2 separate regions of the Mus musculus genome follow, and region 2 is linked to region 1. The links are chromatin contacts, called in public Hi-C maps. All regions are on one chromosome and are shown on one strand. The core of a region is the stretch at or near the end of the contact, and the rest is flanking DNA. Distances in the headings are between cores, read along the strand shown.

The links. A called contact is a pair of places that touch in the nucleus more often than the background predicts.
Region 2: a contact with region 1 is called in a Hi-C map of the G1E-ER4 cell line, with 3 times the contacts expected there. The contact joins two enhancer-like sites. A contact is called at or near these places in 4 of 39 promoter capture datasets (the 3T3-L1 cell line, HPC-7-derived erythroid cells, hematopoietic stem and progenitor cells and 1 more), 1 of 484 Hi-C or Micro-C datasets (the G1E-ER4 cell line) and 2 of 9 other capture datasets (adipose tissue and pancreatic islet).

Annotation. Positions count from the first base shown.
Region 1 is chr4:134,164,238-134,167,938 of GRCm38.p6, reverse strand. It overlaps Cep85 (centrosomal protein 85), which reads left to right. Exons shown (of 14, transcript NM_144527.3): 3 at 498-650. Among named protein-coding and RNA genes, the nearest start is that of Cep85, 21 kb to the left of the region's middle. Within about 2 kb of position 2,253, at least 52 of the 459 cell types and tissues checked have an H3K27ac peak or open chromatin away from gene starts, as enhancers often do. A contact at or near this core is called in the G1E-ER4 cell line and hematopoietic stem and progenitor cells, where this site is marked.
Region 2 is chr4:134,458,917-134,462,987 of GRCm38.p6, reverse strand. No RefSeq gene overlaps it. Among named protein-coding and RNA genes, the nearest start is that of Stmn1, 7.4 kb to the left of the region's middle. Within about 2 kb of position 2,462, at least 70 of the 459 cell types and tissues checked have an H3K27ac peak or open chromatin away from gene starts, as enhancers often do. A contact at or near this core is called in the G1E-ER4 cell line and hematopoietic stem and progenitor cells, where this site is marked.

The DNA of each region.
Region 1 (3,701 bases), core at 1,004-3,503:
GAATAAGAAAGATGTGCCTGCTGCTGTTTTACAGGTTTAGTCCTGTTTGCTGTGGACATAGCCATTACAAAATAAGGCCCTGGGGTTTTCCATGTACTGCTTTGTTAGCAGTCAACCTGCTTGGAATGTTTTATTGCTGACTAGGTTTTCAAGAACTACATTGCAGTATAGTGCATGCTTAGAGCATGGCTCTATTGTGAGTCGTTCTATGTTGCTATGATAAGGTTTTATATGTCAGTGGATATAACTGAGCTAGAATGTAGCTCTAAGTAATTGATTATTAAACTAAATAGTTTGTTCTTCAACTGGATTAAGCACTAATTCTTTGAAAGGGGCCTATCTTGAGAAATCTTGAGCTTCAACAATGTGGATAGTCAGTTAAGGAATTACATGTGAAGTCACCTAATAAAAATTTACTGACCTTACACTCCAAAAAAGTGCTTAATTCAATTTCATCAGCTGGCTCACACTAAAGTGAAAAATGCCTCTTGTTACAGGTTCCAATGTGATTCAAAAAGGCAGTTCTCTGGGAACTGAGTGGCAGACACCAGTTATCTCAGAGACCTTTCGGAGCCGCTTCAGCCGCTGCTCAAGCATTGCTGACAGTGGGGACACAGCCATTGGGACATCATGCTCAGACATTGCAGAGGGTAAGCTTGATTCCCGATTTGACTGTCAGCATGCACTGCCATTGTCCATTTGAATTCCACATAGATTGTCATTTACAGACTGATTGTAAGGACAGGCTATTCAGTCATGGAATCTGAATAACCATAAATAATCTCAAGCATATTTATTTATTTATTTATTATGTATAGTGTTGTGCCTGCATATGTGCCTACATGCCTGAAGAGGGCACCAGATCCCGTTACAGATGGTTGTGAGCCACCATGTTCTTGGTGGGAATTGAACTCAGGACCTCTGTAAGAGCAGTCAGTGCTCTTAACCTCTGAGCCATCTCTCCAGTCCAAGCTCGCTTACTTCTTTCTGTCTGTCTTTCTTTCTCTCTTTCTTTCCAAGCTTCTTTTTTTTTCTTTCTTTTTTAAGACTTATTTATTTATTTTATGTATGTGAGTACACTGTAGCTGTACAGAAAGTTATGAGCCTTCATGTGGTTGTTGGGAACTGAATTTTTAGGACCTCTGCTTGCTCGCTCCGATCAACTCTGCTCGCTCAGGCCCAAAGATTTATTTATTATATGTAAGTACACTGGCTGACTTCAGACACACCAGAAGAGGGCGTCAGATCTCATTATGGGTGGTTGTGAGCCACCATGTGGTTGCTGGGATTTGAACTCAAGACCTTCAGAAGAGCAGTCAGTGCTCTTACCTGCTGAGCCATCTCTCCAGCCCCAAGCTTATTTCTTTCTTTTTTTTTTTTTTAGATTTATTTTATTTATTATACATAAGTACACTGTAGCTGTCTTCAGACATACCAGAAAAGGGCGTCAGATCTCATTATGGGTGGTTGTGAGTCACCATGTGGTTACTGGGATTTAAACTCAGGACCTTTGGAAGAACAGTCAGTGCTCTTACCCACTGAGCCATCTCACCAGCCCCTAAGCTTATTTCTTAATATCACCAAATTTTCTGTCTTACTATGGTGTGTGTACACACCTGTTCTTTGTTCTTGGTTCTGTGGTTCTTGAGGTTGAACCCTGGGCCTCACACATGCTCCAGGTGTCCTACCATTCAGACATAGCCCTGGCATAGTGTTTTTCGTCAATGGCCCTTTTTCCATTGTTAATCTAGGCCCGTTTGTACTATTCCCATCTTCATCTATCTGCTAGCTAGTCCACTTGTACTATTATGCATGCTCTAGTAGTCCCACAAGGCTTTCCCCGTGCCCTCTCCTTTACTGAGCTCCTTCCATATAACCTCTATTTTTTTATTTTTGTATCTCTAATGTCTCTGCCACTTGCTTTTGCACACATGTACCAATTACCCATAAGTACTTTACAAGGCATTTAAATGGGGCCTAGAGGGCAGAAGATCTAATGATAATAATTACTATTTATGGGGCCAGACATAGTGGTATATGCCTTTAGTTCCAGCACTTGGGAAGCAGAGGCAGATAGATCTCTGAATTCAAGGCCAGCCTGGTCTGAGTTTAGGACAGCCAAAGCTACATAGTGAGACTCTTTCTCATAAAAACAAACAAAAAATTACTATTTATGGGGCTGGAGTGATAGCTTATCAGTTAAAAGCACTTGTTGCTCTTGTAAAGGAGCCAAGTTTAATTTCTAGCTCCCACTTCAGGTAGCTCACAATAGTTTGTAACTTCAGTATTGTGCACATGCATACATGTAGACAAAATACTCATGTGAATAAAATAAGTCTGTTTTTTAAGTGTGTATATTATTTTTTGGTTTTGGGACAGTGTCTTATATAGACCAGTCTGTCTTTGAACTTGCTGTGTAGTCAGGAATAAGTTGATTTCCTGCTTCCATCTCCCAAGTACTTGTATGACAGGAGTGTGTCACCATGCCATCTTGTAATTAAAAAAATATAATGAAACAGGAATGGTAGGAGGTAAAAGTAGCTTTTATTCTCCTATTGGGAATTGTTGTCTCAGAAGTGTACTGCCTCCGTCTGCTAACCTTGGCTTTGCCCTGGAAGCTTCTAGCCTCCTGTAATCTTATCTAAGCCTAGATTGTTTTCAGCCTCTGAGACTTACTGCGGAATAAGTTCACCCTTTCTTTTTCTTTCCGAGCCCTGACTGGCTGGTTCAGCTCAGCTGTTTTGGCTCGATCTCCTCTCCACACTAACTGATTCAATCTGGCTTCTCTGTCTCTCTGCTTCTCCTGAACTGCTCTGCTTGGCCTCAAACTAACTTTGGCTGCTCTGCTCTTCTGTTCCTTCTCGTTCTCTGGCCCATTCTTCACCTGTGTCTAGTTTGTTCTCTCTCGAACCTGTCTCTGTAAAACTCTCCCGTTGGGAGAACACCAAGTCCCAGAAGTTACCTGTCCTCTAGCCTCCTATAGGTGCACTGTGGTGTGTTTGAGCCCATGCACACACATAATCAATTATCTTTTTTTACAATGTAATTTAAAAACAATTAAGTTTGAGGTTAACCTAGGTTACTTTGTAGTCCGTGTTCTAATAAAACAAACAACCAAGAGGACTCAACACTTGCCTACCATTCATTCAGGCTCTACCATCTCTCATTCCTCCCACCCCAGGGCTACATGACACTGTCTCCAAAACTTAAAAGAGAACAAGGATGTTAAGTCTGTTTGAAAGACCCCCGAGGTGGGTGGTCAATCAATCTGAGGAGACCCTCCCAAGGATCAGCGAGACCACGATTCGGATGTAATCAGCAAGAGGCTTTATTGGGAACACGGGTACCCGGGCGACTCAGTCTGTCGGAGGACTGGCGCGCCGAGTGTGGAGTTCTTACCCTTTTTATAGGGCTGGGGCTGGGGAGCAAAAAGCGCGGGTACAGAAGCGAGAAGCGAGCTGAGTGGTTAGTTCAAATCAAGGCTTGGGGTATTTCCTGGTCATTTGGGGAACCTGAAACTGAGGTGGGACTTTTTCAGAAACTGTTGCTGGTTCCGCTTTATCTGGGTACCATCTGTTCTTGGCCCTGAGCCGGGGCCCAGGCGCTTGACCACCGATATCCTGTTTGGCCCTTGTCCTAGTATTATTCAGCCTTGATTTGTAACTGTTAATCTTTAACTGAACTTCCTTGTAACTTTTGAG
Region 2 (4,071 bases), core at 1,213-3,712, 290 kb before region 1:
AAAACCCTTTCTCACAATAAATAAATAAATAAATAAATAAATAAATAAATAAATAAATAAATAAATAAATAATAAAAAAGTCTCTCCTCTTCCAGGGCAGCCTGGTCTACATAGAGAGTTCCAAGACACCTAGTACTATAGAGAGATCCTGTCTCTAAATAAATAAATAAATAAATAAATAAATAAATAAATAAATCTCCCCTACTTTTTTGATCTCTAGCTGCCAATTTCTTCATCTCCCTCTCTGCCCACAGTAATCAACTTCCTATGAATTCTAAGTGTCTTTATAGGGTCAGAAGCAAATTTATAGATATGTATAGATATGTGCTCCTGACCGTTTCCATCCGTGACAACAGTAGTCTGCCGTGACTCTTCTGCGTTTAATTGCTTAGTTTTCACTTGATATATGTCAGGGTCTTACCACTGTTCCGACATCTAGCATGTCCATGATCTACAGTATGACTAGCCCATGACCTAGTTAAACCATTCTCACTCCCGAGCCCCCAGGTCATCCCTAGCAACTTGCCATTTCAAACAATTCTGTGGCCAAGGACCCTGTCCACCTGGCATTTCCCACATAGGTGAACCTATCTGCAAAAGACTGGTATTTTAGGGTCAAAGGACAATCCCTTCTAGTATTCGGATAGTGCCAATTGCCTGCCCTGGAAGTGGTACCAACTCAGCACTTACCACTTGGTGTTTGAATTCATTTTCTCAATTCATTCAAGAGTGGTTTGAAAGGCTTTGTCTCTGGAAATTTCAGGCTCCGGGGAAAGAAGGAGGAGGAGAAATCCCACTGAAGTTGTGGCTGTCAGTTCCTCGAGTATGTTAATAACCCATAGAAAGGCTCAGCGAGCAACCGCTGAGCTCAGAACGACTCAGGAGTGATGCACACGCAAGGAGAGATGCTCAGGTAGTCAGGCTGTCCAGCCTTAAATGTGATGGAGAAGTGGAAAAGACAGAAAAATGGAGCAGCATGCACGCTATAGAGAGAGGCAGAACTGGAGCATAATGTCAGGACAGGTGTGAAAGAGGGCTGAGGTGTGTGTGTGTGTGTGTGTGTGTGTGTGTGTGTGTGTGTGTGTGTGTGTGTATGTGAGAGAGAGATAGAGGCCTGGGGTAAGGAATGGTTATCCTTATCCGCTGGAGTGTCATCCTCGAAGGACCACTGTGGTCTCTGATGCCACCAGAGGTCATGTTGTTGTCTGTGGCCCATGCTGCTGCTCCAGGCCGAGATCCACGTGGGCTTATGTCATCTGTGCCTCTGACTGAAGCCTTGGTGATGTCCTCTGCCTTCGCTGCCTGGGGAGGTGGGGGTAGATGTGGGTATGAGTGACTTGAAGCAGTGTTGAAGCTCGTGGTTCACATTGCTGCTGAGGGCCATGAGGGAGTCAGTTTGTAAAACGATCTTATTCTCTGCTCTAAGTGTCCTCTCGGAAACTTACTGCCTCAGTCTGTTAACCTATGCCTACTTCTGCAAACCTTTAGCTCTGTACAATCTTATCTAGGCCTACATTGTTATCGCCTCTGAGACTTACTTCGGAATAAGCTCACCCTTTCTTGTCCTTTCTAAGGTCTGGCTGGCTGGTTCAACTCAGCTGTTCTGTCTCAAAGTCCTCACCAAGCTGACTGACTCAATCTGGCTTCTCTCTGTCTGTCCTCTGATTTTTTTTTCTCTGCTAGCCTCAGACTAATTCTGTCAGTCTATTCTAATCTTCTGCTCCTTCTCATTCTCTGGCTTGCTCTGTCTTCACCTGTGTCTAGATTGTTCTCTCTCTGCATCCCGTCTCTGTACAACTGTCCTGGTAAAACTGTCTCCTCTCCTTGCTCCGCCCTGCCCTGTAAGTAGCATCCCTTTCCTCTCTCTTCTCCTGAGAATTGGGCGTATCCTATTCTGTCAGATCTTTCTCTGATCTGTCACTTTGTCTGCCACTCAATTAGACATTGCTTTCAAATATGGGTGCTTTGTGCTACAAACTAACTTAACCTTCACTGTTTGGGATTAAAGATGTGTGTGCTAAGGAGTCAGCCACACCACAACTAGAAACAGGTTTTTGTTTGTTTGTCAGTAAATAACACAATCTCAGCGGTCACAGAGTGATCAAGTATCCTGCAACTGTCGGTGGCGCTGGTGGTGCTGATATGTCCATGACCCAAGGGCACGCCGATGTCCAAGATCTTTCTACAGCCTGAATCCATGGGCCGTAATGCCATGGGGTGGGGGGGCCATACTAATGAGAGCTGCCTGTGCTACCACCTGAGCCCAGGGTGACATAAGGTTCATGCTGCCCTCATGGAAGGCCATGCCTGGGTCTGAGGTCCTACTACACCAGGATCTGTGGCCTGTGCTTCCATCTAGGGCCATGTGGATGTTGGGGGCGAGGCCTGTGTTGTTGCGTTTGTGGTTTGTGCTGTTCATCACCAGAAACCACGTGGAAGCCCATGACCTATGCTCTCCCTCACTGTAAAGATCGAGGAAGTTATTTTTTGTACTGCCATCTGACTGCAAGGGTACAGTTGAGGAAGAGGGACCTGAAAGGCTTCTGTGACAACAAAAGTAACAGCCGAAACAGGAAGCCATCGAAGAGAACTCTTTAAAAAGTGATAAGGAAGCTGACAGCATACAGCTTTCTGCCATTGAGAGCCTCCGGCGGGGTTCGTGGGAGGGGAAGGGCTCACTTCTATTTAAGGGGCAGACCACAGAGTTCGACCATGCTCCAGCAAGTAGACAGATAACACAAAGTGGACTTGTCTATTTTCTTTTTTTCTAGTTTTTAAAATCTTTTTGGAGTATGAGAGGTCATAAGGCTTGGGGGGAGGGGACAGATATGGAAGGACTGGGAACGGGATTAGGGTGCATGATGGGAAATTCCAGAAGAATCAATAAAAAAATAAAAAAATAAAAAAAAAGCACTGACTGCTCTTCCAGAAGACCCAGGTTCAATTCCCAGCACCCACATAGCAGCTCACAACCATGTATAACTCCAGTTCCAGAGATCTGACTTTTTTTTTTTTTTTGGCTTTCTTGGGTACAAAGCACACAAGTAATGCACATTTATACATGCCAAGAAGACAACCACACACATAAGATAAATAAGTAAATTTTTAAAATTTTAAAATAGAGGCTGGAAACATCACGCAGGAGTTAAGAGCACCTACTATTCTCACAGTAGTTCATGGTAGCCACAGTAGACATTTCTCAACTGCCTGTAACTCCAGCCTCAGGGCATCAACACCCTCTTCTGGCTCCATAGATTACTGGCTCCACTATTGTGCACACACCCATCCCCCCCCCGCCCCAAAATGTTGATCATGATCAGGAGCTGGGCATGGTGGCATATACCTTTAAATCTAGCACCTGGAAGCTGGGGTAGGTGGAAAGTGAGTTCAGGGCCAGCCTGGTCTACATAGACAATTCCAGGATACCTAGGGCTACACAGAGAGACTGTCTCAAAGAACCAGAAAAGAAAAGAAGACAGAAAGAAAGACAGAACCATACACATATACATGCCAATTTTTTGTGTGTTTTTTTTTCCTGGGGGTTGGTACGGGAGGTTGTTGGGGGATTTTTGTTTTTGTTTTTTGTTTTTGGAGACAGGGTTTCTTTATGTAGCCCTGGCTGTCGTAGAACTCACTCGCTGGCCTTGAACTTAGAGATCCACCTGCCTCTGTTTCCTGGGTGCTAGGATTCAAAGGTGTGCACTACCACCACCCACCTCAATTTTTTTTTTAACGAAATTTTTTCCCTCAACTCAAACTCTGTCTCTCTAGGCTGTGTAGACATGAGAGGGCAGAACATGCAATTTTAAGAACTAGTTTACTGCCTTGATCTGTGACTGAGATCCTAGAACATATGGTGTGGAGCCTTTTCTCATCTAGCTCTGCCCTATCTTGGCATCGGATGGGCTGAGATGACGTCACTGGCCCAACTAGGCCATTTGGGAGCAGCAGAGCTTCAGTCTAGTCTGGCTTTGCCACTCTGTGCTGTCCGAATGGCTACTCCTATCCCTTACAGATGAGAGGCGTGGTCAGAGAACTGGAGACATTTGCCCAGGCTCCCAAGGTGTCCCA